4 separate regions of the Sus scrofa genome follow, and all the other regions are linked to region 4. The links are chromatin contacts, called in public Hi-C maps. All regions are on one chromosome and are shown on one strand. The core of a region is the stretch at or near the end of the contact, and the rest is flanking DNA. Distances in the headings are between cores, read along the strand shown. Region 1 holds the start of LOC110255291 (solute carrier family 22 member 9-like). Region 2 holds the start of LOC100513779 (solute carrier family 22 member 9). Region 3 has its middle 30 kb from the start of HRASLS5. Region 4 holds the start of LOC100737875 (solute carrier family 22 member 10-like).

Evidence for each region. A called contact is a pair of places that touch in the nucleus more often than the background predicts.
Region 1: a Hi-C map of fetal liver shows a contact between it and region 4, with 1.7 times the contacts expected there. The contact joins the promoter of LOC110255291 here to the promoter of LOC100737875 in region 4. A contact is called at or near these places in 1 of 5 promoter capture datasets (liver) and 5 of 47 Hi-C or Micro-C datasets (fetal liver, liver and skeletal muscle).
Region 2: a Hi-C map of liver shows a contact between it and region 4, with 14 times the contacts expected there. The contact joins the promoter of LOC100513779 here to the promoter of LOC100737875 in region 4. A contact is called at or near these places in 4 of 47 Hi-C or Micro-C datasets (epiblast stem cells and liver).
Region 3: a contact with region 4 is called in a Hi-C map of liver, with 4 times the contacts expected there. The contact joins the enhancer-like site here to the promoter of LOC100737875 in region 4. A contact is called at or near these places in 1 of 5 promoter capture datasets (liver) and 23 of 47 Hi-C or Micro-C datasets (adipose tissue, alveolar macrophages, brain and 14 more).

What each region holds. Positions count from the first base shown.
Region 1 is chr2:8,573,039-8,578,508 of Sscrofa11.1, forward strand. It overlaps LOC110255291 (solute carrier family 22 member 9-like), which reads right to left and starts at 3,409. Exons shown (of 10, transcript XM_021082908.1): 1 at 933-3,409. The coding sequence starts at 1,334. The region is part of intron 2 of LOC110259242 (a long non-coding RNA gene); the gene reads left to right.
Region 2 is chr2:8,601,315-8,606,695 of Sscrofa11.1, forward strand. It overlaps LOC100513779 (solute carrier family 22 member 9), which reads right to left and starts at 2,239. Exons shown (of 11, transcript XM_021082907.1): 1 at 2,056-2,239; 2 at 1,508-1,954; 3 at 727-830. The coding sequence starts at 1,909.
Region 3 is chr2:8,502,575-8,508,434 of Sscrofa11.1, forward strand. No RefSeq gene overlaps it. Among named protein-coding and RNA genes, the nearest start is that of HRASLS5, 30 kb to the left of the region's middle. Within about 2 kb of position 4,212, at least 4 of the 83 cell types and tissues checked have an H3K27ac peak or open chromatin away from gene starts, as enhancers often do. A contact at or near this core is called in fetal liver and liver, where this site is marked.
Region 4 is chr2:8,746,934-8,752,193 of Sscrofa11.1, forward strand. LOC100737875 (solute carrier family 22 member 10-like) reads right to left here and starts at 3,895. Exons shown (of 10, transcript XM_003480688.3): 1 at 3,333-3,895; 2 at 2,566-2,669. The coding sequence starts at 3,734.

The DNA of each region.
Region 1 (5,470 bases), core at 2,159-4,658, 170 kb before region 4:
GCTTCACAGCAGTTTAAAATCCCTCAGTGGAAATCTGATAAAAACCCCTTAACATAACCTGCAAAGTTCAATATAGCAGGCCCCATCACCCTCTCCAGCTTCTTTTCTGCATTAGTTGATCTTTTATTATTCAGATCTCATTTAAACATAACTTCCTCAAGGAAGTATCCCCTAAATCTGCTAATTTTATTAATCTTCAGTTTTATATCATGCTAAGTGGTTGTCAACCTTGACCACAGAGTGAAATCATTTGAGAAGATTACTGATGCCAGAATTTTACAACAGGCCTCATATGACTGCTCTGGGGTACAGTCTGGAAAAGAAGTTTTTTGGTTTTGTTTTGTCTTTTTAGGGCTGCATCCGTGGAATATGGAGGTTCCCAGGCTAGGGGTTGAATAGGAACTGCAGTTGCCAGGCTAAGACACAGCCACAGCAACACAGAATCCGAGCCACATCGGCAGCTCACGCCACAGCTCATGGCAACGCCAGACCCTTAACCCACTGAGCAAGGCCAGGGATGCAAGCCATGTCCTCATGGATCCTAGTTCTGTTTGTTCCCACTGAGCCACAGTGGGAATTCCAATGGGAGTGGAGTTTTTCATCAGTCTTCCAAATATTTATAATTTGCAACCAAATGATGAGCATTACTGACCAGTTATAACCATTTTAACACACTACATAGGTCACTCGCCTTGACTTTGGTCTTCCCAAGAAGAAAAGTATTACAATAGCAGGGTTCACATCTATTTTGCTGTTCATTAGACTCAATAAATATGTAGGTGTCTCGAATTTAATAGAGAGGTGATTTATATTTCCTGAAAGAATGACGAATGAATGCCTACCTAGTGACCAAAGGCTAGAAGCATGTTCATTACTTTGCTACCCCCAAACACCCAGACCATGTACTCATAAGAGGTAAATAAGGCCTTTACCTCAGTCACGATAGTGGAGGAGAAGGCACTCCGGTCATACACCCAGCCGTCCACACAGGGCTCTGTGTCCAGATCAGTCACGTTGGGGAAGGTTTCATTCAGGTGAAGGAGCTGCCACTGGGGGTGGAGGAAGCGACGACACTTCTCCGGCTTCAAGTTTGAGTCCAGGGGGATGGAGATTCTCAGGAGGGCATCTTGGCTGAGGGTCCCAGTGCTATTAGCAGAGTCAGTGTCATTGTCAAGGATGTGGACCCAGCAGCGATGGCCAGGGACAGCTGCCGTGAAGTTCTCCAATAAAACATGAGGTTGGACCAAAAAGCTGGAGATACAAAGGAAAACCATCTGAAGGATCTGGAATCTCCCCAGGCCTCCAGCTTTATCCAGGAGTTCGTGAAAGGCCATTGAGGCTGAATAGGTGATTCCAAATAGGAGGCAGAATGACTCTAGAAGAGTTCAAGAGAAAAAATATTTCCTTCTTCGATGTTGCACTGTGTGTTGATCCTGACCATACATTCTCCTCAATTGGCCCTGTCTCACATCGTGTCTCTATATTGTTTTAAGGTCAGGTGGGTAAGTAGCTGTTTCAGAAAGATGAAGATTTTCTGTGTAATTCTAGCAGTTGTTGATCACATCTGTTAAATGTTTACTTTGCAAAAACTCTTCTACTCAGCAACACCCAAAGTAGCACTGAACTTTGACTTGTAATTCTCTAGTAAATAAACTAAAGTGACCTGCTATATTGTATGTACAGCCCTTTTTCCAAAAATGTAATATGTGAGACTCGAAAATTAAGTGCTTTATTTTTTTTTTGTGGAAAGGAGTGAAAATAATTTATTTTGCTCATTTAGTACTAAATTTTTATTAAAGAGTTAATGAAAACAGTACTGAGTTAAATTAAAGCAAGTAAAATGTGATGCAATCCTTTCTTCTTGGTAAGTGATATTCTGCTTCATTTCAAATAATACCACGAATTCACACTGCAAATAAATTACTTGAATGAGTGGTGGGTGATGGAGGGCAGAGGGCTATGCCAGTTGTAAGCTCATATAAAGATTTTACTGAGGACCTCTCCCTATTGTTTGTGGTACTGAGGCTTAGCTGGCACTGTAGTAAATTACTGTCCTGACTTTCCATCTAGTGTCTATTTTTGGTATTGCAATTCTGGTGCAGGGTTTATGACTTTTTTCAGAGACCCCTAACTTTGCATTCATTCCTATTTGTACTTAGATGATGGTCTCCCCAGAAGCTCCCCTATAAACCAGTTGGACATGCAATCTTGTAATTTCCCTCTCTAGAGAGAAGATAGAAGTTGGTGGTTTCCTAGCAAATGAATCTCAGTGTGAGGTGTAGGGGATGGGCTTTGGCCAGAGAGAATGGAGAGTGTCAGGAATTCAATACTGCTTGGTGCTGTTGGCTTCATGGTCATTCGGGGTGCATGAATCTTTAACTGGTTTCTGGATTTCTCACAGAGGTGTTTTACTGTTGTAAAATTTATGGCAAAGGAAGGTTTAGGGCTTTTCATTCTGTCATCTTGCTAATGTCACTCCCAGAATTAATGGAATTTTTACTTTGAATTGGCTGCCACTGAATTCCTAAGGAAAAATGAGAAAAAGCTCATTGGAGCCTGGAGAAATGAGGATACATATTATATAGTGGCAGAAAGTTTAGCAACACGATGCTTACTAATATGTGTAAAGTGGAAAATGGGCTTAATAAACTAGGTGATATAGCTAAGAAAATTATCATGCAAAATGTTGACAATGCCTTTATTTCTCTTGCTGATTTTAGAAAATTGAGAGAAAGATGAATTAAGAGAAGAGCTAATAAAGTAAGAAGAACTGGGACATGATGGTTTTAAATGTCCTTTCTAGATAACAAGTGAGTTAAAACTAGCATTGGATTCTCAGGAAAGGCCAAATCCAGGCTACTATCAGAGAAGATTTTCACACATCAAGTGGAGATGTGAGTGTAAAATCATTTGATAAGACCTTACAAGGATCAAAGTACTGCCACAGTATAGTATTCAGTCACACAAAAGTCCCTTAAAGAGATTAAATGTGTGCTTTACAAATCCTCTCAATAAAAAGAAAGGTATTTTACAAAGTTTATTTGTGTTGAATCTGGCTGATGACATGAGCATGGAAAAATTATATGTATAGAGAAATTGCAGGTTGTTTCAGTGGTTGTTACATGTATAGCAAAACACTGCCTTACCTAAGATGTGTTTATGTCATCTGATAAGCAGCCATGGATAAGAATGCAGAAGTTTACAAACTTCCATTAGGGGCATTGTAACTCAGGCCCAGGCATCTTGTCACACATCACACAGGTATTGCTGTTAGAATGAAGCAGTCTGTATAATTTCAAACAGGAGTGGACAACAGTAAGCTAGTGCCTGGTTTCTTCTGGACTCCACCCAATGCCTTTTTCCTTTTCTGATTTTTTTATTTTCTACTTTTTTTCTTTTTTAGCCGCCCTGTGGCATATGGAATTCCTGGGACAGGGATCAGATCTGAACTACAGTTGTGACCTGAGCCACAGCTAGGGCAATCCTGGATACTTAACCCATTGTGCCGGGTCGGGGATTGAACCTACGTCTCAGTGCTCCCAAGATGCCACTGATCCTGTTGCACCATAGCAGGAATGCCTTTCCTTTTCTAATTTTAATGTTTCTTTTCACTGGAATAAACCATAACCTTGAGTTTAACTTTTTTTTTTTTTTTTGAGTTCTATGACTCCTTCTAGTAAATCATTAAACTCAAATATGTTCTTGGGGACCCCCAACAAAGTTGGGATGCTTCAATGAAGGTAAATAAACAGATTAGTCTTTGTTTTGCATCTGGTGTTTTGGGATCCTTAACCCACTGAGCGAGGCCAGAGATTGAACCCACAACCTCATGGTTCCTAGTCAGATTCATTTGCACTGCACCACAATGAGAACTCCTTACTGAACCATTATTGTTGCAACAGAGTCCCCAGGAAGTATATAGGAGTATGTGGAGATGGAAGAGTCCTTCAGAAATGTCTGAAATTGAGGCACAGAGTAAGCAAAGAGCAAAGGTAATTTCACATGGACCAGTTATTAGGTACAAGCAATCCCTCAGGGATTTAACATTGAAAGATGTACATTCCTTTGACCAAAGACCAGAATAAGGAATAGATATTGGCATTAAGTCATACTTTTGTTATGGCCTGTCTATCTTGCCCAGAGGGATGTTGTGTTTTATTTGTCTTTGCCATAGGTTAACTAAAACAGAATAGTATCTAGGAAGTAAAGCACCTTGATAAATGACAAATAGCAGCTAAATGACAAATATCAGTTGAGATATCCTTGTATGAGAGTTTTCAGCTCCTATAGAACATGCTATACAGACCATGGCTTATGGGGACTAAGCTACTGAGTCTCTGTCTTGTGATCAACAGCAGCTCATGGGCTCTGGAGAAATTAGATTCTGGGGAACAGGGCTCAACTAATGTCTCCTTGAGTTTTTTGAAAAGAAGGGTGATGTGTCCATGAGATGGCAAAAAACAAAACACAATTTTACTAAATTCTGTGAGTGGCTACATTGTCTAGGTCTCTAGTTTTCACACATTGCCTATTCTCAGGTCCACCATAAGACCGTATTCTACTCAGTGATGTTATAATAACTCTGAAAAGAATAATGAGTCAATAACTGCTTCGGGAAGGTACCAATGGAGGACTCTTTCAGCAGAGATTTCCCTGCCATGTCATTATACAAATCACCTTCTCTCCTATTAACAGCACCACTTGTTTTATGTACTATGCTTGTTTAGGAGGATAGCCTTTGGCTAGATCCTATGATACTATTTCCAGATAATTAATAGAATCATGTCTTATATAACATGATTTTCAACAATTATATATAGCTTCATAGCTTTGAAAGGTATGGTTGACAGGGCCTTTGTTAGTGGGTAGTCTGTGTCCATGTCCAGGAAGAAGCTCTAATATTACAGTTAGGAGAGAGGATTTTCCATATATCATTTCCTCACTTGATTTCAAAAGTCACTAGTTCTCTGACTTCCATTTGTCTTTTTATAAAAGTCCTTTTGAGAAATACTACATAGTACAGAGTAAATGAAACATGCTCACTGATAATCCTGTTGAAAAATGAGGACAATTTGGAAACATTAATGAGCTTTTTGAAGAATGACTCTGCAACTCTGTGTCAGATGAAAAGGAAACTTGCCCAACATTATCACCATAGTTTTCTATACCTGTGCTTGCTATACCTCTCCACTAAAAGGCACCTCACTCTACTCTGTGTCACAGAGCGTCTGCTGATTCACAACTGCTGGTGGTAGCATCAAAGACCAACGAGAACTTGTGGGACTTTCTCTGACACAAAACATCAGATTTTATAGACTGGCAGCCAGCCTTTGGGTGATGCACAATAGATGCTGTCTGGTCTTTCTCATGATGGGATATCAAACATTTCATTAGGAAGCAGATTGGATAAACCAATGCCATTCATTATTGATAATTCCCTGGCATTTCCTTTCTCTCTTTTCTGCTTCTT
Region 2 (5,381 bases), core at 989-3,488, 150 kb before region 4:
CAGATCCTTAACCCACTGAGTGAGGGCTTGAACTCACATCCTCATGGATCCTAGCTGGGTTCGTTGACTGCTGAGCCACAATGGGAACTCCAAGATACATCAATTTATAACATCACAAATAGTGACAGCAGTTGTCATTGGATTAATTACCTATATGGTAAAAATTTTACCTTTATCAAAAATAAAATTCAGGGTCACTGGATTAATTTTTCTGTACACCACAGAGACACACTGCTACGTATAACACAGGTTTAATAAGAATGTCAACTCATCACATTTGAGAAACAGGGACATGATAATCATGCTCTGAAAATCCACAAGCAGCTTGGAGGGGCCAGGAAGGATTGAATATGGCTCCCTGGCCAAAGCCTGCAACACTTTTGCCATATCCGTGTCATCAAACAGGTTGAATCTCATCTTTCTCTCTCTTCCCATAAACTTTTCTCATCTTTCTAAACCACGTGTTGTGTCATCTCTGCTCTAAACCTCATCCTAAAATGCTCCCATGTCTGATGGAGATGTTTCTGTATCCCAGTGCTCACAATTGACAAAATAGCACTCACCACATTGATTGTAATTCTCCATTTGTCGGTGTTTTAGATCCCTGGGGACAAAGTAAGCCCCAGGACAGTGTAATTTATGGTAAGTGTTTCTTAATAGAAGAATGATTTGTGAGTTCATATAAATACTCCAGAATAAAGAAAGCTGTGATCCAGAGACACTCACCTGTCTGACAAATGGCCATATATGATGCTTCCCACCAGCATTCCAACCATGAATAAGAATTTGGCCACTGATTTTAGTGACTGAGATTCACATATCAGGTCCCACTGGAAGAGAAGGAAACCAGCAAAAGAGAGCTCCACAATTTATAACCCCCCCCAGTGGAAACCTGATTGAAACAGCTTAAATGATTTACAAGTTTCTTCATTTCAGCCCCCCCTTTTCCCTCCAACTTCCTTTTTTACATTAGTTGACTTTTATCATTCAAGTCTCAGTTTAATCGTAACTTCCTTTAGAAAGTCTCCTCTAGACCTATTAGTTTTAATAGTCCTTTGTTTTATTCCATACTAAGTGGTCCTCAACCTTGGCCACAGAGGAAGAGCATTTGAGTAGGTTTAAAAATTTACAGATGCCAGAATTTCAGTACAGATTTTCTCATATGGCTGCTCTTGGGTACTTAGAAATTTTGATCAGCGTCCCTGATATTTTTACTTTGCAGACAAGGTTGAGCATTACTGACCTTTTTAATTACATCACAGTTAAGTTATCTGCTTAACGTTTGGTCTTTCTAATAATAAAAGCCAAAAATAGCAAGGTCACATCTATTTTGGGGTTCATCAGACTCATTAAAAATAGGTGTCCGACATTCAATAAAGAAGTAATTCATATATGATGAGAGAATAAAGAATGAACACCTAATAGTGACTAAAGGCCAGATGCTTCATTACTCTGTTACCTCCAAACACCCACACCATGTACTCATGTGATGTAAAGAGTCCTTTACCTTAGTCACAATGGTGGAGGAGAAGGCGCTTCGGTCATACACCCAGCCGTCCACACAGGGCTCCGTGTCCAGGTCAGTCACGTTGGGGAAGGTCTCATTCAGGTGAAGGAGCTGCCTCTGGGGGTGGAGGTAGCGACGACACTTCTCCGGCTTCAAGTTTGAGTCCAGGGGGATGGAGATTCTCAGGAGGGCATCTTGGCTGAGGGTCCCAGTGCTATTAGCAGAGTCAGTGTCATTGTCAAGGATGTGGACCCAGCAGCGATGGCCAGGGACAGCTGCCGTGAAGTTCTCCAATAGGATGTGAGGGTACGCTATGAGGCTGCAGATACAAAGGAAAACCATCTGAAGGATCTGGAATCTTCCTAGGCCTCCCACTTGATCCAGGAGGTCCTGAAAGGCCATCGAAGCTGAACAGATGATCCTCAAGAGGAGGCAAAATAACTGTATCTAGAAAAGTTCACAGGGAGAAAAGGTTTCCTTTCACTATGTTACACGCTAGGTGTGTATTGATCCTGATCCTAGCGTTAACTCGATGGGCCCCGTCTCACCTCCACGGCAAGGCCATGGGAGCTAGTCTTCCAACTTGTTTGAGCATCAGATGGCCAACGGTTTTCTTTAAAGTCACAGAGAAATATTTTTCTGAGATGCTTCCAGCAGTTGACAAAACTGTTTAAAGGTCTATTTTGTGAAAATTCTTTTTGTCAGCAGTGCCCTGAAGTGGCATTGGACTTTGAGCTCCACATCTGTAAATAAAATAAAATAAACCTGCTACATGGTTTGCCGTCACTTTCAAAACATGTCACTTGTCACACTCCAAAGTGAAACTTTTTTTATTTTTCTGTGAAAAGTACTGAAAGTAAGTGCTTTGCTTGTTTTGTACTGAATTTTGATTCAAAGAGTTAATGAAAATAGTCCTGAGTTAATTTAGAGCAAGTGAAAGATGGTGCAATTCTTTCCTTTTGATAAATGGCACTCTTCTGCTTCAAGTCAAATCAAACCATGAATTCACATTGAAAATAAATTACTCAAAGTCGGAGCAGGGTGGGTAGTGATAGAAGGCAGCAGGCTACCAGTGGTAAGTGCATAGAGAGGTTTTTTTGTTTGTTTGTTTTGTTTTTTTCAAACAGGCCTATTGATTCATTCAGATAATATTTGTGAGGACTTCTCTGTTCTAGGAATACAGAACATGTTAAGACACGGTCTTTAAGTGTAAGACTATAGTGATCAAGGGAGAGGTACCTAAGCAACTACAATCTGATATTATAAAACATAATTATATGGCAACTGTACCATGTGCTATGGAAGAACTGAAGAGCAATACAGGGGAAACATCACCATTGTTAGCACTCTATCTTTCATTAGAAATTCTTTCGAAGCCTGATTCTGGTATAATTCACATACCACATAATTCACTCTTTAAAATATACAATTACGTGGGTTTTATTCATTCAGCGTTGTGCATTCGTCACTACTCTCTCATTACAGAACATTTTCATCCCCATGGAAACGTGTACCCACCAGGATCCACTTCCGACTTCCCACTCTAGCCCTACTTTTTAGCAGCCACTAATCTATGTCTCTTTATGGATTTGCCTAATTTATGTATTTCATAGAAATTGATTCATAAAATATGTGGGCCTTTGTATCTTTTTTTTTTCCCACTTAACGTTTTCAAGGTTCACCTATGTTGCAGCCTGGGTCACGCTTTCATTTTTTTAATGACTAATTCATTCTTCGTTGTATGGATAAACTGCATTTTTGTTTATCCATTCATTAGACCATGGACCTTGGGGCTATGTCTACATTTGCTGCTGTGAACAATTCTTCTGTCATCTTTCATATACTCATTTATGTGAACCTAAGTTTTCAATGTTATTGAATGTACACATAGGAGAGAAATTGCTTGGACACATGGTAGGTCTTCGTTTAGCTCATGGAGGGACTTCCACACTATTTTCCATACTGGCTGTACCTTTCTTTTTGTCATCAGCAATACATGAAAATTCCAGTTCTCTACAATCCTGCCAACACTTATTAAGTGTTTGATTACGGTGACTCTAGTGTTTGTAAAGTGGTATCTTACAATTTTTTGATTTGCATTCCCTTAGGATTAACGAGAATGAACATAATTTTACGTTCTTATTTGCTATTTGTATAACATGTTTATATAAAAGTGTAGTAACTTAATTTTCCCATATAAAAATTGAGTTCTTGGAGTTTCTGTCATGTCTCAGTGGTTAATGAGCCCCACTAGTATCCATGAGGATACAGGTTCAATCCCTGGCCTCGCTCAGTGGGTCAAGGATCTGGCATGGCTGTGACTGCGGCGTAGGCCAGCAGCTACAGCTCCAGTTCGACCCCTAGTCTGGGAACCTCCATATGCCATGGGTGCAACCTAAAAATAAACAAAATAAATAAATAAACAAATAACTAAATAAATAAATGAAAATTGAGTTATTTGTCAGTTTGTTATTTAGATGTAAGAGCACATTAAATATCCTGGCTAAAATTTCTCAACCCATTTTGTGGGTTACCTTTTCACTTTCTTTGTGGTATCTTTTGAAGAACAATTTTTTTAACTTCTATATAGTTCAACTCAACAAAGTTCTTTTTTAAAAATCACTTGTTCTTTTAGTGTTGTGTTTACAATATCATTGTATATTCCAAAATCACGAAGATTTAGACTTATATTTTCTTCTAGGGGGTTTACATTTAGGCATATGATTAGTTTGAGTTTTTTTTTTTTTTTTTTTTTTGTCTTTTCTAGGGCTGCACCGGTGGCATATGGAGGTTCCCAGGTTAGGGGTCTAATCAGAGCTGTAGCTGCCGGCCTGCACCAGAGCTACAGCAATGCGGGATCTGAGCTGCATCTGCGACCTACACCACAGCTCACAGCAATGCCAGATCCTTAACCCACTGAGTGAGGCCAGGGATTGAACCCGCAACCTCATGGTTCCTAGTCGGATTCATTAACCACTGAGCCACGATGGGAACTCCTATTATTTCTTTTTCCTTGCTATTTGCCCTGGCTAGAAACTGGTACAATTTTGAGAAGTGGTAAGAAGGTACACTCCTGTATTGTTCTAGAAATTTGGAGGAAGCATTCAGTCTTTCATCATTTACCACGATGATGGCTGGGTCATTTTTATGTTTCCTGTTCATTTTTCCTTACTCTTTCTTTTTTTGAAATTGACTTCATTTTTTAGAGCAGTTTTTTTTTTTTTAAAATTGAATTTTTTTTTTTTTTTTTTTTTTTTTTTTTTTTTTTTTTTTTTTTTTTTTTTTTTGTGCATTGGAGTTCCAGTAGTCTAATCGAGTGTAGCACTGTAACAAGCACAAACGGATCGACCGTCTGCACTACACACAGTACCAACGGATCGTTAATGAGCAGGCAGGAGCCGCCTCATGTTCTAGTCGATTGTTCACTGCCACACGGATTAAAATTGAAATATTGTTCATTTACAGTGTTGTGTTACTTTCAGAAGTACTCCAAAGCGATTCAGTTATACACACATATATACCTATTTTTTCAGATTTTTTTCCCTTTAGGTTATTGCAAAATATTGAGTACAATTCCCCATTAGCTTCTTGTTGTTTATCTATTTTATTTATAGTACTGAGTATCTGCTAATCCTAAACTCCTAATTTATCCCTCCCTCCTTTCACCTTTGGTAACTATAAGTTTGTTTTCTATGTCTGTGTGTCTATTTCTGTTTTGTATATGTTCATTTGTATTTTTAAGATTCCACATAAAAGTGATATCATATGATATTTGTCTTCTCTCTTTGGCTTACATCACTTAGTATGATAATCTCTAGGTCCATGTTGCTGTCAATGATATTATTTCATTCTTTCTATGACTGAATAACATTTT
Region 3 (5,860 bases), core at 2,962-5,461, 240 kb before region 4:
GGGCCCAGTGCCCATGGTTTGTGGCTCCCAGATGGGCTGCAGCTCCTGGGACAGAGGCTCAGGGGCCCCCTGAGGGAGTCCCCTGGAAGCCAGGAGACCAGAGCTTCTGCATGGAAGTCCTCTGGAAGCCTCTGGGACAGAGGTGGATTTTCCACAGTCATGCAGGAGGGGAGCTTGTTCAAAAAAGGAAGATTTTAAAGGGAAAGATGACTCTTGAATCTGCAGGACTGGGATCCTTATGTCTCATGGTCAAGGGCAACATCCGAGGAGGAGGTGGTGACCCATCGGCCTGCTGATGATAACAGCCCATTCTGACCCCAGGCTTTGCCCACTGGAACGTCTCTTATCCCTTCAGTGGAACAACACATGGCTACACAAACTCCAAGAAGGCCCTCTGAGCTCCGGAAAGTTCTCTTCTCTCCAACGTCTGTTTCCACTGCTTTCCAAGCGGACAGCCCACCATCAGCTGGGCAGCTGCCCAATGAGGAAGCCACTGTTAATGAACCCGTGAGAAAGTGGTTTGTTTCTGTTTTTGCTTTTGCTTATGGTGTGTATTTAAAAAATATATTCAGTTTGCCAGGTTAAATCTAAAAGACGAATTTTTATGTGTTTTGGAAAGATTGCTTAACATTCCACCTCGGAGAGCATATTTGAGTTTGCAACAACGTGGGGGGCATGCCTTGTAAATGAATAATTTTGGGTTCTTACAGTTCCATTTCAAAAGCAGGACAGCTGAGAAAAAAAAAATCAATTGAGGTCATAGTCTCCTGGTCCTTTATCTTGAAGCCAGATGGCTCCCTTGACCTTTGCCTGAGCAGGCGAGCCGGGCCCGGGGTGGCAGGAAAGATGAGAGATGTCTGGCTTCAACAGATTTTTCCAGAGCAGTGGCCCAGGCCGCTTTGCACCAGTAGCAGGGCCCCGAGGCATAATATCATCGAGCTGCCCAGGTGTACAGAAAAATGGGGGCAAGGGAGCAGCTCTGGGTGGAGCAGGTCCGGAGCTTCCCAAGGGCAGCCTGGGGTGCGGGCCCTGGAGGAAGTGCCCTGCCCACGGTTGATGGAAATAAACTAATAATGACAGACAACGGTGACATTCCCAGAGGGGTCAGGCTGTTGTAGGCACTGTTTGATTAGTTGTCATTTATTTTCTTTTTGGCTGTGCCCACAGCATGTGGAAGTTCCCAGGCCAGGGGTGGAACCTGTGCCTCAGCAGCAGCAACCGAGCTGATGCAGTGACAATGCCAGATGCTTAACTGCTAGGCTACCAGGAAACTCCCCAGGTGCTGCTTTTTTTTTTTTTTTTTTTTTCTTTTCTAGGACCGTATCCGCGGCATATGGAGGTTCCCAGGCCAGGGGTCGAATCAGAGCTGTAGCTGCCAGCCTACACCAGAGCCACAGCAACTCGGGATCTGAGCCATGTCTGCGACCTACACCACAGCTCATGGCAACGCCTGATCTTTAACCCACTGAGCGAGGCCAGGGATCGAACCACAACCTCATGGTTCCTAGTCAGATTCGTGAACCATTGAGCCACGACGGGAACTCTGCCCGGTGCTGTTTTAAATGCTTTCTGATGACTTTCAGTCACGTGGCTCTGTGTGTTCATTATCTCCATTTCAGACTCTGTGACAACCCCTGCCCCATGAGCAGATGGCACACACCCACAGTTAACCATCCAAAGTTAAAAGATTTACCTGTGCTTTTAACTGGGTAAATGTTTGTAGCCGTAGTGCCTCCACCAGGCAAATGGAGGTTTGAGATCAAGAGCTGCGTTATAATGAACCCAGCGATAAATGAGGGAAGCAGGTATTTAAGCCCCAAGAAGCATCATGCAAAGGGGGCTTTGGGCAGGGGCAGAGGGCTTGTCACCTACAAGGCTCAGAGCTGGGGCAGCATTAATTGCATATAATTGCAATATCAGGCCTTGGCTGTTGGCTGTGTGGTAGTTGATGGTAAAGAGTAGGATAAATGTCTGAGCTGATCTGCAATGCCTTTGGCACAGAAAGTCCCTGCGGGATGCAGACACTGAATTGTGATGACCCAAATGCGGTATTGCTTGCAAGGCTGAAGCAACAAGGTGTGTCCTTTACGGGAGGTGGTGGGAAAAAGCTCAGTCATAGGAGAAATAGGGAACCAGGGAACATCAGAACCTCTTTTGTGCAGATCAGCCTTCCCGAATTGATGCTGCAGAGAGCCACCAACCCATGACTGTGGCAGAGCTTGCCTGGATGCTGAAAGCCACCAGGAGGGCAGACTGGCATCTCAGGGAGCCCAGTCTGCTGCACCAACAGGACCAGGCTTCACCACCAGCACAGAGCTGAGGGTTCTGTACTGGTGGCTGTCCAGAGCAGCCTGGGGCATCTTCCCCAAAGCCCTGGGATGTCACAGGACAATAGGAAAAAGGTGCTCTCATAACTGCTTATAGGTCGTTGATGAAACTGCCTCTGGGGGGGGCTCATGCTCAGGACTTCTACTCTGCAAGGCTGGGCTCCAGGAAGGGTGGGATGGGGGAGGCTCACGGAAACTTACCCATTAAAAACATTATCCAGACCCCAAACACCAGGACCCGGCTAGGTATACAATATTAAGGAAAGAAGGATATTGGGTAGGTTGATCTGTCATCCTCTCAATATGGGGCAATAAGCTCTTAGAGATGTCTTGAAGTCTCATCTCTCCAGATATTCCCCGAGCCACAAGTTGACCTGTGTAAGCTCTTTTAGATGCAAGGGACAGAAAATTCAACAAGATGGTTTTTTTTGGGGGGGGGGTTGTTTTTTGCTTTTTAGGGCCACCCCTGTGTCATATGGAAACTCCCAGGCTAGGGGTCAAATCGGAGCTACAGCTGCCCACCTACACCACAGCCACAGCAATGCTGGATCTGAGCGCATCTGCAACCTACACCATAGCTCAAGGCAACGCCAGATGCTTAACCCACTGAGGGAGGCCAGGGATCAAACTTGCATCTTCATGGATTCAAGTTGGGCTTGTTTCTGCTGCGCCACGATGGGAACTCCCTCCACAAAATGGCTTAAGCCAAGTGAGGAACTTACTTTAAGTGACCTTGACAATCCTGGAGTCAAAAAAAAGTACAGCTGGATTTAGGGCTTTGTGACATTGGCTTCAAAATACTGTGAAGGGCCAGGTTGCCAGAACCATGTGGTTATTAGGGATCAGGCAACGAAGGAGTCAGGTGGGCAGAAACAGCAGATGTGATCTTAGATCCCGGGTCTTCTTTTTCCCATGAGGACCCCAAACATGTTCTGATGCACAGAAGCTGATCTTGCTGTCCAGACTCATGGCTGGGATTCCTTAGAGAAGCTTGCTATGCAGGGATCTACATGAGGGGCCCTTGTTAGCAGATTTCTCCCCTTGGGTTGTTCCATAGGAAATGTGTGTTTGGGGGTATAGGGTATTTGTGGGCTTCGTTCTGTTTAGCGTTATAGAGAATCTACGATTGCAGGTCAGGCTCCTTGGAAAATAGGCTCCGAGGTGGAGGTTTGTGGGCAGGAAGTTTACTGGGGGGAGTGGAGGAAGCAGGCTGTGCACAGGGAGAAGCTGAACTGTGATGGATCCTGGCAGAGGCCTAAGCCAGCCTAAAAGGAGCTCTAGAGGTGAGAGGACCTGTCCTTTTCACCTCTCTGCGAATTAGTTTGTGGCTGCAGGCTGCCAAAGATGAGGGGGGTACCCTACAAGAGAGGGACTCAGGGGAGTTCCTGTTGTGGCTTAGCAGGTGAAGAACCCAACGTAGTGTCCGTGAGGATGCAGGTTCCATCCCTGTCCTCGATCAGTGGGTTAAGGATCTGGTGTTGCTATAAACTGCAGTGTAGGTCACAGATGCAGCTTGGATCCAGCATGGCTGTGGCTGTGATGTAGGCTGGTAGCTGCAGCTCCCATTGGATGCCTAGCCTGGGAACTTCCATATGCCATGTGCCCGGCCCTAAAAAGCCAAACAAACAAACAAAACAAATAAAACACCCAACCTTCACCTCTATTTAGAGTCACAGCTCTGTAGTCATTTCAGGTTTAAATTAGCTATTTCAGAGTGTTGTCTTCTCTGTCTTTTGCTCATGTTTGGCACCTAAATGACAGGGGAGGAAGGTGGAGATAGGCTTTCCACCCCCTTCTGTCCTATGCTTGCATGTGCTTCAATTAAACGTAGCCTGTCATGGTCTGTGACTGTCCCTCTACCTGGCATTTTGTTCATTTCCCAAAGGTGCAGTACACAGCAATTTCCAGGAGGGGGCACCCTCCTCAAGACCCTGAAATGCCTTCAAGCCATCAGCTCCTTTCTCCCCCTTTTTACAGACTGAAATATAGTTGATGTACATATAGTGTTAATTTCGGGTGTACTACGTAGTGACTCGACATTTGCATACGTTGCGAACTGATCACTACTACGTCAGATACTGTGTATCTGTCCCCATACAAATCATGTTATATACTCCTGATACTGTATATCACATCCTTGTGGCTTATTTCTTTTCTAACTGGAGGTTTGTACCTCTTCACTGCTTGATTTATTTCAGGCCAACAGCTCTTAGCCAACTGGAGGCCTTGAGAGGGCTGGCTCTGTCACCATGCCCACTCTGGCATGTACCCACCTTTGCTCTGCTGCTTCCTTGCCTTTTGGACAGGGGAGCATCCAGACGTGCAGTCAGCTGGCAAAAGTTTCCCTTGGAATGGAGCACAGATTCCTTCTGCTCTCATTTCCCCAACTGTAGGGGGACAGAATCTAGCATATATATCACCTGGAATGGGTCGTATTTTAAGCCCTCTAGCCTCCATGTGTTAAATATATCTTTGGTAATAATGGTGAAATGAAACAAATAATAATAATGGCCAGAGTAAACATACAGTGAAAAAATTAAAAAAAAATTCTTGTCTATAACTATGCAACTAAAACAATAGAATAAAACAAATACGACAAAGTGCAACGATTGACTCTAATGTTTTCATTCTACCTTACAGTTCGAACTTTGGGTCCTTTGGTTACAGCCTGATGTAACAGTATTTTACGTCAATAATTATCCATTAAGCAAATTTAAAAAAGGAAGCATTAGCAAAGGATGCAATCAATGCAACTACAAAATTGTTCTACTGATACAATATTTTGTTTTCTTATTTTTTTTTTAGTTTTAAAGGAGTTAATCACTTAAAAACTGTAATTTTCAATTTAAAAATACTATTTAAACTTAGCAAAATATTTTTTTTTCTTTTCTTTTCTTTTTGTTTTTTAGGGCTGCACCTGCAGCATATGGAGGTTCCCAGGCAGGGGTCCAATGGGAGCTACAGCTGCCAGGCACAGCCACAGCCACAGCCACAAGGGATCCGAGCCTCGTCTGCAATATACACCACAGCTCACAGAAATGCCAGATCCTTATCCCACTGATCGAGGCCTGGGATTGAACCCGGAACCTCATGGTTCCTAGTCAGATTCATTTCCACTGTGCCATGACGGGAACTCCAGCAAAATATTTCTTATGTAAAATAAATGTTAACTCACTGAACAAAAATGTACATGTCGCAGTTTTCTTGTTTTACTATTTTAAATTTTGAACACAGATAAAACTCCAAGTGGCTACGCCGTTGAAGTCATTCAAGTTCAGGTTTTTTATTTTTCTAATCACTATGCTTTCATTGTTTATTTTGAATCTTTTTTTTTGGGGGGGGGGCAGCCTCAGCATATGGAAGTTCCCGGGCCAGAGACTGTATCCGAGCCACAGCTGTGACCTAGCCAGCTGTGGTACTGCCAGATCCTTTAACCCACTGCGCCAAGCTGGGGATCAAAACCGCACTTCCACAGTAAACTGAGCTGCTGCAGTCAGATTCTTAACCCACTGTGCCACAGCAAGAACTTCTCG
Region 4 (5,260 bases), core at 2,645-5,144:
AAAAATGTTAACTGAGGAGTTCCCGTCGTGGCGCAGTGGTTAACGAATCCGACTAGGAACCATGAGGTTGCGGGTTCGATCCCTGCCCTTGCTCAGTGGGTTAACGATCCAGCGTTGCCGTGAGCTGTGGTGTAGGTTGCAGACGCGGCTCGGATCCCACGTTGCTGTGGCTCTGGCGTAGGCCGGTGGCTACAGCTCCGATTTAACCCCTAGCCTGGGAACCTCCATATGCCGCAGGAGCGGCCCAAGAAATAGCAACAACAACAACAACAACAAAGACAAAAAAAAAAAAAAAAAAGATAAAAAAAAAAAATGTTAACTGAATTAGGGGAAAGAATTGATCCAAACAGTAAACATTTTAACAACAAAAAAAATAGAAGATAGAAAAATACCGAATCAGAAATAATTAATTCAATAGCTGAAATAAAAAACACACTGGGAGGAACGAATAGGAGGCTGAGCGGTAAAGAAAATGCATAAGTGATAGGGAAGACAGAATAATGAAAATAACCAAATCAAAACAGTAGAAAGAAAAGACAGCGTTAAAGCAAAGAACTTAAAAGATCTCTGACATAACATTTTGTACCAGCCTTTTCATTATAAAGGTCCTAGAAGAAAGAAAGAGGAGTTCCTGTTGTGGCTCAGTGGTTAACGAATCCGACTAGGAACCGTGAGGTTACAGGTTCAATCTCTGGCCTCGCTCAGCAAGTTGACCATGTGGCATTGCCATGCGCTGTGGTGTAAGTTGCAGATGATGCAGCTCAGATCCTGTGTTGCTGTGGCTGTGGCATAGGCTGGAAGCTGTAGCTCTGATTGGACCCCTAGCCTGGGAACCTCCATATGCCATGGGTGCAGCCCTACGAAAAAGAAAAAAGAAAAAAATTTTTTTTAATTTTTTAAAAATCTACACGGAGAGTGAGTTGCACAGAACATCTCCTGAACACTACCAAAAGACTGTAAATCTCCAAAAAAGCAAGAAACCCTCCACATAACTGAACAAAAGGAAAAATGGGGTGGGGGAGGAATCAGGATGGGACCAGCACTCCTGAGAGGGAGCTGTGAAATAGGAAAGGAACCCACACCTGGGAAGCCACCTAACTGACGGGGAGATCGGCTGAGATGGAGGGACCTCAGATGCTCAGAGAAAAGTGCAGCAGCTGGACTGAGGAGGGCAAAGCAGAGAGAGAGCCTCCCAAACCATCAGCATCACCACCCAAGGAAACCACAGCCTGAGACACTTGGGTAGGGGCCGGGCACAAAGATTCAGGCTCTGGAGGGCCCTGAAACCAGAAGCAGCCTGGCATCACCTCCCAGCAGGCCCTTGCCACTGTCAAGGGCCAGCAACCAGGCACTGGCTCCTGGCCCTGCCCATTGCCTCCTTCTCCCTGGAAGCACGAGCGGGCCATCCACCAGCACACCCCCTATCAAGGGAATGGCAGCCTGCACACACCGAGGGAAGAGACAGCAAGCTCCCAAACCAAAAGCAGCCCTCACACCAAAGATGATAATAATAATATAATAATAATAATAATCCCTCTCGAAATACCCAAGGGCACTCTCGCATATAAAGAGCCCTCCAAGACTATAGCAGTTGGTTTTCCTGAAACTCACAGCAGAAGAACAACATAAGCAAAACGAAGAAGCTCAGAAACCCTTCCCAGCTCTAAGAACAGGAGGATTCCCCTGGGGGAGCACACAATGAAACAGACCTCTTCAGCCTCACAGATGCCAAGTTCAAAGGAGATAGTGAAACTACGGAAGGCGTTAAGAGGTGAATATGAAGGAATTAAGAGCAGATGGGAAGAGCTACGCAGGTTCCTTTAGAAAGGAACTAGAGACGATAAGGAGGAGCCAAGAAAAATTAGAAAAGTCATGTGCAGAGACATAAGCTGAATTAAAGGCACTGAAGAGCAGGTCGAACAATGCAGAGGAACGAATAAGGGAAAGACAGAATAATGGAAATCACCCAAGAGATAGAAGATAGAATATAGATAGAATAATGATAAGAGATGTAATCGATAGATTAGCGTAAGATAGAATAATGGAAGTAGAATAATGGAAATCACCCCATCGGGACATGCAGATAGAAAACCAAATGAAAAAAACCTGAAAGCAATGTCAGAGACCTATGGGATAATATAAAGTGGGCCAATCTGTGCATAATAGGGATTCCAGAAGGCGAAGAAAAAGAAAAGGGGATTGAACCTCTATTTGAATAAATCCTGGCTGAAAACTTTCCAAATCTAAAGGAAACAGATATCAAGATACAGGAGCAGAGAGGGCCCCAGACCTCTACATACTATTCTGAAATACATGCCCACCCCCCCAGATCTGAGGGAGGTGTCACTTCCCCGTCCAACAGAGACACACTTTGCGGCAACACAACAGCATTTGGAACAAGGCGTCTAATTCTGCATTTCCATCTCTAGCCCCCTGGGACCCAAGGCAACCCACCACAGCACACATTGCATATTGGGACTCATTAAAGACTACTTTGTGACGCAATTAATCGTAAACTGGCAAAACGCCCCAGAGGAAGGGCAGCGGTGATCGGCAGGCACTCACCTGTCGGAGAGATAGCCGTATAGGAAGCCCCCCAGCAGCATTCCAGCCATGAATGCAAACTGAACCAGTGGTTTCTGAGACTGATAATCACATACGAGGTCCCACTGGAAGAGAAGGAAGCCAGCACCGAGGAGCTTCGCAGCATCTCGTAGTCCCTCGATAGTCATTCATTCCAGTAGCCCTCAGTGAACACACTGTCTGCTTCCCTGCAGTACTTCATCCACCTACATCATTTCAGGCTCAGCTTAAACATGGCTTTCTCTAGAAAGCCTCGGATAAATCTTCCAGATGATGCCAGGGCCAATCTTTCTAGTCACCTTCCTCAGCATCCTTCGGGGGTCTCAATCTTTGCCACCCACTGAAAACACTTAAGGTGGTTGTTTCACGCTGGTGCCCGTCTGGCTTCTCTGACAAGTAGCCAGGGCATGAAATTGTTGCTTAATTACCACAGATATTTCCCATTAGCAACTAGGCTGATAGCATGTGAGGGAGAATGATTTTTCCCAGATTATATCAAGTATTTACTTGCCTCCTCATCAGCCTTGCCTCAAACTGAAAGCTTTGTGATAATAAAATGCATGCCTCGTGGGTGGATTCCACTGGCCTCCATTGTCATGTAACTGCCTGGCAATTAAAAAGAAAAGCAATCACTCTTTGTTGAAAGAATGAAAGACAGCTGGCTACCCTATCTACACACTTGAACGTTTGACCTTCCATTATCCTAAACAGCCAGACACTGCCCTCCTTGTACTCATCAGGTCCTTTACCTCAGTCACGATGGTGTGGGAGAAGGAGCTTTGGTCATACACCCAGCCGTCCACACAGGGCTCCGTGTCCAGGTCAGTCACATTGGGGAAGGTTCCATTCAGGTGAAGGAGCTGCCACTGGGGGTGCAGGTAGCGCCGACATTTCTCTGGCTTCAAGTTTGAGTCCAGGGGGATGGAGATTCTCAGGAGAACCTCGGGGCCGAGGGTCCCCGTGTCATTACCAGAGTCAGTGTCATTGTCGAGGATGCGGACCCAGCAGTGATGACCAGGAATGGCCGCTGTAAAATTCTCCAACAGAATATGACAGACTACCATCATGAGGGGGGGAAAGGCTAAAAGCATCTGAAGGATCTGGAATTTCCCCAAGCCACCGACTTCATTCAGGAGCTCCTCAAAAGCCATTGTGAACAGGTGGTCCTCAAGAGGAGTCGCATGGACTTTATGAAGCTAAGTTCAAAGGGAGAAAAAGTTTTCTTTCATGAATTTCTGCTGTTTATGTGACCTGGCACCAGTTTCCCATAAATGGTCCTGTCACCTCACTCCTGCAACAGACCAATGGAAGCAAGAGTTCCCAGTCCTCCTGGAATTAGCAGGTATTATTTTTTTTGGCTAAGCTATAGAGAAAATTGTTTACCAAAGATGCTTCTAGCTGATATCAATGAAATCTGTTTAAAGATTTACTCTCTGAATGTGCTTGTCCTCAGTGATTCTGTGAAAATAGCACTGGACTTTGGAATGTACATAAGCTAAAATCAGCTGCTACCCAGTTTTCAGTCATTTCCAGAAGGAGGAAATTGAGAGGCACATAACCGAACTGCTTTATGACTTTTTTCTCTGGAAAGAACACAAAGCAATTATTTCTTGCATAGCACTGAATTTAGATTAAAATTATTAACAAAATACAATCCTATGTTCTTGATTAAAGCAAAGTAGAATGTGTGCAACTAGTAAATTTTGGTACCAAATTTTTTTTTTTTTTTGTCTTTTTAGGGCCATACCCAGGGCATATGAAGGTTCTCAGGCTAGGGGTCGAATCGGAGCTGTAAATACTGGCCTATGCCACGGTCACAGCAATGCCAGATCTGAACCACATCTGTGACCTACACCATAGCTGATGGCAATGCCAGATCCTTAACCCATTGAGCAAGGCCAAGGATTGAACCTGCGTCCTCATGGATACTAGTCAGATTCATTTCCACTGAGCCACGACAGCAACTCCGGCACCTAATATTCTATTTCCATTTAATCACACCAAGAACTCACAATAATTTTTTAATTCTTTGAAATATGGATACAAGAGAAAGGTAGTTATATGTTCCATGAGGGTTCATTTTCTCAGGATTACCCTTCTTTATTTTTATTAGACTATAGCTGATTTACAGTGTTGTGTCAATTTCTGCTGTACAGAAATCGTTACCCAGTCACCCATATATACATGTTCTTTTTCTCATACTATCTTCCTTCATGTTATATCCCAAGATATTGGACACAGGTCCTTGTGCTGGACAGTAGAACCTCACTGCTTCTCCATTCTAAATATAATAGTTTGCATCTACCAACCCCAAACTCCCCATCCATCCCACTTCCTCCCCCCTCCTCCTTGACAACCACAAGTCTACTCTCTATATCTGTGCCTCTGTTTCTGCTCTGTAGGTTCATTTGTGCTATATTTTAGATGTGGGGGAGGGGACTATTGTCCAGGTGAGAAATGAGAGCAACTTAGACATGAAAAGTTATCATACAGATTGTGGATATCATTTGAGGAACAGTGATTTTTTTTTTTTTTTGTCTTTTTAGGGCTGCACCCATGGCATATGAAAGTTCCCAGGCAAGGGGTCGAATCCAAGCTACAGCTGCCAGCCTATGCCACAGCCACGGCAACATGGGATCCCAGCTGCATCTGCGACCTACACCACAGCTCACCACAA